Linked DNA regions of Mus musculus: region 1 is linked to region 2. The links are chromatin contacts, called in public targeted proximity ligation maps. All regions are on one chromosome and are shown on one strand. The core of a region is the stretch at or near the end of the contact, and the rest is flanking DNA. Distances in the headings are between cores, read along the strand shown.

Region 1 (4,371 bases), core at 1,690-4,189, 130 kb before region 2:
CAACTTCTCCATTTTCTAACTCTGTTGGTCAGACATAACTTCCCCATTTTAAATATCGGTTGATTGCACATAGCTTCATCATTAACGTCTCTCTTGATCAGACATGTCTGTCTCAGAACACTTATGCAAACTGGAACTACCACTCTAACAACTGGCACAAGCGTATTCAGTATGACTGTAGCTGTTTATCTACAGACATGATTACATGTTCCCTCATATCCAGGATTAATGGTCACATCTGGAGGATCTATAGCGGCAAAGAGAGAAGAGGAAGAATTTATCCTTCAAAAGAGTATTGACAAAAACAAGATTATCCTTAGGGCTTTCCTCCTGCATGATCCTGGCTTTGCCCATGACTGACAAAATGAAACCAAATTTTGCTTTGGGTATTGGCAGCATAGCAAATGCAAGGAGAGATGGTAGCACACATGATCTAGGGAATAAGCATAGGGGCCACTAAATATACTACAGGCTCTTGCCAAGTGGGAAGGGGATTCCATGGGCTTTGCCACAGTAGAATCCCAGGGGTCTCCAAGGACCTTGCCACAGCAGAGTACATCAGTGAAGCACTTATATGCTCTTCCCTGGAGATGCTGCATGGCCTCTGCCAGTTTCTCTCTACTTTCATATTGTTAAGTTGTTTAATTATTTCTACATATCAGAGAAAATGCAGTACTGTGTTCAAATGTCTTTCTTATTTTATTGATTCAAAGGCTCCATGTTCTATACATTTTTGTACAAATGAGAGGATTTAATTTTTCATCATGGTTCCCTTCTGTATGTATGACATTAATCCTTTATCTGTTCTCTTGTTGATGGGCTTTGAGGCAGAGTCATTACCATGAAAGAAGTGGGGAGAGACCAGTGTCTCACAGAGCACTGTGCTTGCAGTTTCACAGACGCTCTTCTGTGAAGTTGAAGTAGCAGGAAACAGATGGCCAAGGAGGACTCAAGGTAATGTTTCTGTCACATACCCACACCAGAGCATGTCAGTCTTTTTGAGGATTGAACAGAGTCTCCATAGCAGACAGGACATTAAATTCGGTGACCGTGCTATGAAAATATGCAAAGGTAAGAAGAGACCATTCCTATTCCTAGTTCTTTGCATTGCTCTGAGAAGGAGCCCAGTGTGGAGAGTGTGAGCATGCCTGGGTTATGAGAAGTTCAGTGTAAATAAAACTAAAGGAAAGTAAGGAGTGGAAAATTCCATATCTAAAGACTTGTCATGAGTTTGCAATTCGGTTTTTGCTTGCTTCCTTTTTGTTTTATTAATCTGAGAAAAAAGTTACCCATTCTTTAAGGCTCAGGAGCATTGCTTTAGCATCACTAACACAGTTCACACTGCGGAGGTCTGCATATACTCATTCATGATTTATTTGAGCTGATTTCTTAGAAAGACAAAGGAAATATGCAATAAGGAGATCTAAAACATGCCTTTAGTTAAAACAGACGGAAATCACATGTGATCTTATTTGTTCTCAGAAACACACACACACAAATGTAGTCAAACACTTCAGTTAACGATCTTCTCTTCTCTGCTCCAGCAATAAAAGAAAAAAAAACTCTATACATTTCTATGAAAATTTCAAAAAAGAGAAGCTATTGTTCTTTTGTTTTTAATTGTTTAGAGATATTTTAGAGTCTTTTATAAAGATGATTAGTATTACATTAATTTTAGTACCTAAGTGGAAGTCATATAGTTCTGAAAGGAACTCCCAGATAGTGAGTATATAGTTCATAGCTACATAGATATACAGGCATTCAATAATGTCTAAGCTTTTAAGTACATAAGTCAGAACACAAACATGAACAATATCACATCAGAATGATATTTAATATTACAGAAAAAGCATAGAACAAAACTTGAAGAAATATGTTTACATTTTTATTTACATAAAAAATTAATAGCTGGGCTTAAATATGACAATATTTATAAATGAGAATAGTTGAACCCAACACTAACATGAAATTAGTAAAAGTGCTAAAAAATTACTAGCTAAAAATATATAGACTGTGATGGTCAAAGCCTACTTATACCACAGGAGTGCTCCAATGCCAGAATGAAGTTGGCTAAGAGGAGGCAGAAAAGAGATTGTATATTGCAAGTCTTTTGCCCAGGCTGTGACCGACACTGAAAAAAGACATGCCAACAGAATAGATAGGTGTAAAATGCACTAGAAGTGAATTTTCCATAGCTCTAATCATGTAATGTTTCTGTATCAGGACACTAAATTCATGGAATAAGATTGGAGTGTCCTATCCTTCTTTCTTTTTAACATTCATTTGCAAATGATTGGTATAGTTTTCTTTAAATACTGAAATGAGTTGACTGTTGAAGCACCCTGAGCCTGAGGTTCACTTGCTGGCGAGGTTTTTGACTATTGCTTCCATTCCTTCACTTGTTATATAACCATTCATATTTTAGATTCTTTTATGGTAATTATTCTTGGGTAGCTTTCCCCAATTTATATCTTTCTACTGTTTGTTTTCATTTCTTTTAATTGTATAAACTGGTTCTCTATTTGACTTTAAGTGCTTATAGTCCCTGTAGAGTTGATACGGATGTCTTCTTGTTTCATAAAAGGTTCGGAAATTTTGATGACAACAGTGATGGCTGAGGTAGAATGTGGATGTAGTAATGAAAACATCAACTGAGAGTTCTAGATGGTAGGCCTTCCTTCCCTGAAGGAGGAGTAGTTACATGATCAGTAGTAGGTAAGGACTGGGGACATGTCTCAAGGAAAGACTCTCCTCTTATACAATTGCCTTTAGGCAAAAGGAGGAGGAGGAAGAGGAAGAGGAGGAGGAGGAGGACAAATATATTTTATTTGGGGCTCAAATAGACCTTCATAGCTTATAGAATATGATCCTAAATGTATTGTCATTCCCCACATTCCATATTTTACTATTAATTTCATTTTAAACATATTTTATGTTTTATGGGTATTTTACAAGGATGTATGTCTGTGTGTGTTCTATATGTGTGTCTACTGCTCACCGAGTCCAAAAAAGGATGTCAGATCACCTGGAACTGGAGTTTTAGATGTTTGTGAGCTGCCACGCAGATGCTGGTAATAAAACTCATGTCCTTACAGGACCAAAACCAGTAAGTGCTCTTAACTGATGAGACATCTCTCTAGCCTCTTATAAGAAGTGAAGAAATGCCTCTTATTTGTTTGTGGCAATCCTAGAAATAAATGTTATCTGGTACCTCCAAAATGCATTGCTAAACTTTGAGTGTTTATTCAGATCCAGTTTAATACACACACACACACACACACACACATACACACACACACACTGACAGAGATATATTCCTATTTGTCTTTCCCATGCTTTTATTGGTTGATAGAGAACAAAAGAATATCAAACAAATGTGTTTACATATCACAGGGGACTTGATCTGTGCATAAAAACAAAATAACAACAAAAGCCCTTACATATAGAACATACAATCAAAAAAGACTTTATTTTGAACCAACAGCATGAATACTCTTGAGACTTCATTGCATGCCACTAGTTTCTATGCACTAGTCAATAAAATTGATATGAGAGAAGACCCACGTCATAGCAGAGATTCTGAATACAAAGACTGCTAATGGTTAACTGTTGCTGTTAATTGCAGGGGGCAAGAAAATGTTGTCCCTTTGCTCCACTACAATGGCCTGAAACATTCTGTTTGGTTTTCTTTCTTTCTTTTTTTTTATTACGTATTTTCTTCAATTACATTTCCAATGCTATCCCAAAAGTCCCCCCCCCCCCACTCTCCTACCCACCCACTCCCATTTTTTGGCCCTGGTGTTCCCCTGTACTGGGGCATATAAAGTTTGCCTGACCAATGGGCCTCTCTTTCCAGTGATGGCCGACTAGGTCATCTTTTGATACATATGCAGCTAGAGTCAAGAGCTCTGGGGTACTGGTTAGTTCATAATGTCTGTTTGGTTTTCTAAGAAAGGCCACCATTTGTAGGTCTGGGCTTTGGCTGAAGCCAAGGTCATGAAAATCAGTAGGGTGCCAGTAATACACACATTCAACTTATACTGGTGCCCACTGTATGAACAGTCTACATTTTAAGTAGCAAGCATTGCTACCCTGTGATGGTTGGATTTTCTGCATTATCATGAAGACATATCCTCTGCTGTATAGTTCCCACTTGTTTCGGGTATTTTGTTTTTTTGTTTTTTTTGTTTTGTTTTGTCTTGTTTTGTTTTTCTTAAAAAAAACCAATCGTTCCTCATATGCACAGTTACAAAGTGCCTTTGATTCCACATTGGCTTCATTATTGGAGTTATAAGACAGAAAAAATCACATTCTAGAACAAAGAAAATATGTGGTTTCAGGTTATAAATGAATATTATATGTATATGTTTA
Region 2 (3,987 bases), core at 695-3,194:
TGGGCCTCTCTTTCCAGTGATGGCCGACTAGGCCATCTTTTGATACATATGTAGTTAGAGTCAAGAGCTCCAGGGTACTGGTTAGTTCATAATGTTGTTCCATCTATAGGGTTGCAGGTCCCTTTAGCTCCTTGGGTACTTTCTCTAGCTCCTCCATTGGGAGCCCTGTGATCCATCCAATAGCTGACTGTGACCATCCACTTATGCGTTTGCTAGGCCCCGGCATAGTCTCACAAGAGACAGCTACATCTGGGTCCTTTCGATAAAATCTTGCTAGTGTATGCAATGGTGTCAGCGTTTGGAAGCTGATTATGGGGTGGATCCCTAGATATGGCAGTCTCTACATGGTCCATCCTTTTGTCACAGCTCCAAACTTTGTCTCTGTAACTCCTTCCATGGGTGTTTTGTTCCCAATTCTAAGAAGGAGCACAGTGTCCACACTTTGGTCTTCATCCTAGTTTCATACAGTGTATTTTGATCATATCTACCCCTACTCTCACTTCTCCCAGACCCACTCCCTCTTTACCCACCCACCTTTGTGTTCTCATTCTCCTTATATCTATAGTTTAACACACCAATGAGAGTAAAGTTCATCTCTCAACCCTTATTAGAGAAGCTTCCTTTTGCCCTAAATAGAGGTTAACACAGAGACCAAGAGCTGATCAGAATGCAAATGATAAGGAACTGAAGGCTTCCAAGCTCTAAATGGGACATCTGTCATACCCCCTTCTTCCAAGATTCAGGGGTCACTGTAAAACAGGGAGCAGAAAAACTGAAAAAGAATAAGAGAAGAGGATGACTGCAAAATCTTTATACGTTAATTGTCACGACTATTTGCCATAGTGATGGAAAGTGGGCAACTGTAAATGGATAAATGCTTTTAACGGAAAATATGACAGGAATTTATAAAATGAAGGCTGGGACTTGAAAGGTTGGCTCAGTGGTTATGAGGGTTGGCTGCTCAGTGTGAGAAGATGTGCTTAACCCTGAGAGGCGCCAGGGAGGGGAGAGGTCTGGTGAGATGTAGGGGAACATCCTCTTGGAGATGGTGGGAGGAGGAATGGGATGAGGAACAGTCAGAGGGTGGACTAGGAGAGGAATAAAGACTGGCCTGTAAAAAAGATTAAATAATAATAATCTCTCACTGTTATTCTAAATTACTCTTCATATAAACAACGATGGAGAATAACATTAGTCATGCTGTGTTGGCATATGTCTTGATCTGAAAACCTGTATCATAATTAAATAATTAATGATAAATGGTAGATGTGCTTTATTAAAATTAAAATCAGTGTATAAATGGAGATATCCCATGGTACTATTCTGCAAACATTAAAGAAAAGGTTTGAACTAACTTCTTTAAATTACTATTATTTAAACATGAATAAATATACATGGCAAACTGCTAAAAATTAGTAAATGAAAACTAATTAAAGCTATTAGAAATTCAGCAAGATAGCTAGTAAAACATTTTATAAACAAAGTGTGTGTGTATTTAAGTTAAAATGTTCATTTGATTGTTTAAGAATTGAATAGAGACTTTTGTTTAAATACCAAAATATTTATAAAGCATCTCAGAGGAATACCATTAGGAAAGGATGTGAAATATACATAATAAACGTGCCTGAAGTAACCATGGTGAAACCAGAAAAACAAAAACATAAACAAACAAACAACAACAAAAAAAAACCTCTTGTGGAGATCTTTTTCCAGGTTTCTGATAAGGCAGAGAAACTACATAAATAAAGCTAAGAGGATCAAGCAATTGGTGTAGCTGTGCCAGATCAAAAGGAAAGAGTGCCATTTCACAGATGACACTTGAAAACCAAGTATGAAGATGATTACAGAAAGTGAGCAAATATTTCAAAGCATTGAACAAAGGCTTCCTGGGTGGTACCCACCTGTCAGAACCTGAGTAGCACGGCGGGTGACCCTCACAGCCCTCCCAGTTCCTAGGAAAGAATTCAATATGAAGTCACAGATTCAAAACACCCAATTTTGTGGTCAGGTAAAGGAAGTTAAAATGAGATCAGAAAAGCAAAGTGGTTTGGCTCCCGCCTATGCTCTTCCGGAGAAGATTATTTCTCAACGCTGGCTTTGATATCTGACACATTGAAGGCATAAGAGTCTTCACTACACGGTGATGGTAGCTTGTCCTACTTGTTTGGCATGAAATTGTACAATAACGCATTCAGTAGAGTGTCCAGAGCAGAACATACAATAAAAGCTATTATTTGTGTTGATACTGATAGATACATATTTGTACACCCTGTCCCAAAGTGGGTCCCCATCTGTAGTCTTCAAACGTAAGCTCTTGTTACAAATGTGAGGCAAATCAAGCTAAAACTCTAAACATCCTTCTCCTTATCTGTCTACAGATGAATGGAACCTGCCACCCTTGAGTGACTTCTCTGATTCTTACCTAATCATTAGAAATCTGTGTTCTAATGAGTAATCGACAATTAATTGTTGGTCAAGCCTAATATTTTAAACTCAAGTTATATCCTGAATTTGTGGGAAAGTTCAAATATGATTCTCTTATTCATGTAAATATTTTAGCCATTTTAAAAATCAACTCATAATGTTTAATTTACTTCTAGAAGGCTTTTTAAAATTAAACTTATATAATGAATTTAACTACTAGAAATTTCTTTTTCTTTTTATCTTTGCAAATGTATGTGTGGTACATGTCTGCGTTTGTGTTCATGTTAATACATTTGTACATGCACATGCCACAATATGTGTGAAGGTCAAAGGACAACCTCAGACATTGGTCCTCACTTTCTACTTTTCTTGAGACAGGATTTTTGGTTTCCTGCTATATAGATTTCAGGTTAGCTGACCCAAGTCTCCATGTCTTCTGCCTCCTTCCTATCTCTCTTCTATCTCTCTTCCTATTTCACAGCAGGAAGGACTGAGATTACAGATGGGTCACCTCCATTTTTGCACAGGTTCTGGGGATCCAAATTCAGATGCTCATACTTTCCCAGCATGTGCTTAGCACACAGATTTGATAGCCTGGATGAAATATCTTAAACCTCAGGATAAGAAATGGCCCGGAAGTGCTGTGGAATGCAGTGCTCTAGACAGCATATAGCTGTTATACACATTAAATCACAGAATCTGTAGTTATGTCTTTAGGACTTGCAGGAGTTCAAGCAGGTTAAAATTTCTAGCATACAGTAGAGAGCCCTGCTGAGCCCCATCCCTAGCTGAGGAACTAGTGGCAATTCATAGCTCCTGGGGGAAGGACAAAACGTTTTCTTTGGTGGCTGTCCACTGATAGTTTTTCATGCCCCAGTAGATGGCTACACCTTTACGAATGTCAGCACGCTCTCATCATTGCTCTTGATTACTTTGACACTTGAGAGTAAGACCCTATCACTGAAGACACAACACAGGAGCCATCCAACATGACTGAATCAAGCTGCTAGTGACCTGGGAGCTTCATCCCTATTGGCTAGCTTTCAAAGAGCTATAAGGTCATATTCTCTAATATTAAACGATGGATTTTTAAAAAAATACATGAAAATGAAGGGAGATGTGTTGGGAAGGGCCTGAGGATGAGATGGAGGGATGGAGTGGGGAGTAGATATGATCAAATACATTTAGGACTAGAGAGACTGCTCAGTGGTTAAGGGCAGTCGCTGCTCTTACAGAATATCAGAGGTCAGTTGCTAGCACCTATGTCATAAGAACATTAAAGAAGGGAAAGGGAACATGGGTAAATAAGAGACAAAATCTAGAAGATTCCCTTATCTCTACCAAGAGTACAGGGTAGAATAAATGTAGAAGAAACCAAAACCACTCTTTGAAATTAGAGTTATAACTACTTTTGTCACTATCATAATTAACTGGTTAATTAGTCTCATGTTCTTAAAGCACATTTTTTGATTAAATTTTTTATTCACTTTACATCCTGATCACAGCTCCCTCATCTTGTCCCATTCCCCCCTTTACATATCCTTCCTCTCACTACCTCCTCCC

What was found.
Region 1: a targeted proximity ligation map of memory CD8 T cells shows a contact between it and region 2, with 8,114 read pairs. A contact is called at or near these places in 10 of 39 promoter capture datasets (the C10 cell line, the HPC-7 cell line, embryonic stem cells and 6 more), 27 of 484 Hi-C or Micro-C datasets (B cells, CD4 T cells, CD8 T cells and 15 more), 10 of 130 datasets of targeted methods (CD8 T cells, Th17 cells, effector CD8 T cells and 4 more) and 4 of 9 other capture datasets (adipose tissue, bone marrow-derived macrophages, liver and 1 more).

The regions. Positions count from the first base shown.
Region 1 is chr19:11,481,147-11,485,517 of GRCm38.p6, reverse strand. BE692007 (a long non-coding RNA gene) reads left to right here and starts at 2,939. Exons shown (of 2, transcript XR_003952860.1): 1 at 2,939-4,371. It overlaps Ms4a6c (membrane-spanning 4-domains, subfamily A, member 6C), which reads right to left. Exons shown (of 7, transcript NM_028595.4): 7 at 3,321-4,312. The coding sequence ends at 4,306.
Region 2 is chr19:11,353,943-11,357,929 of GRCm38.p6, reverse strand. No RefSeq gene overlaps it. Among named protein-coding and RNA genes, the nearest start is that of Ms4a4a, 20 kb to the left of the region's middle.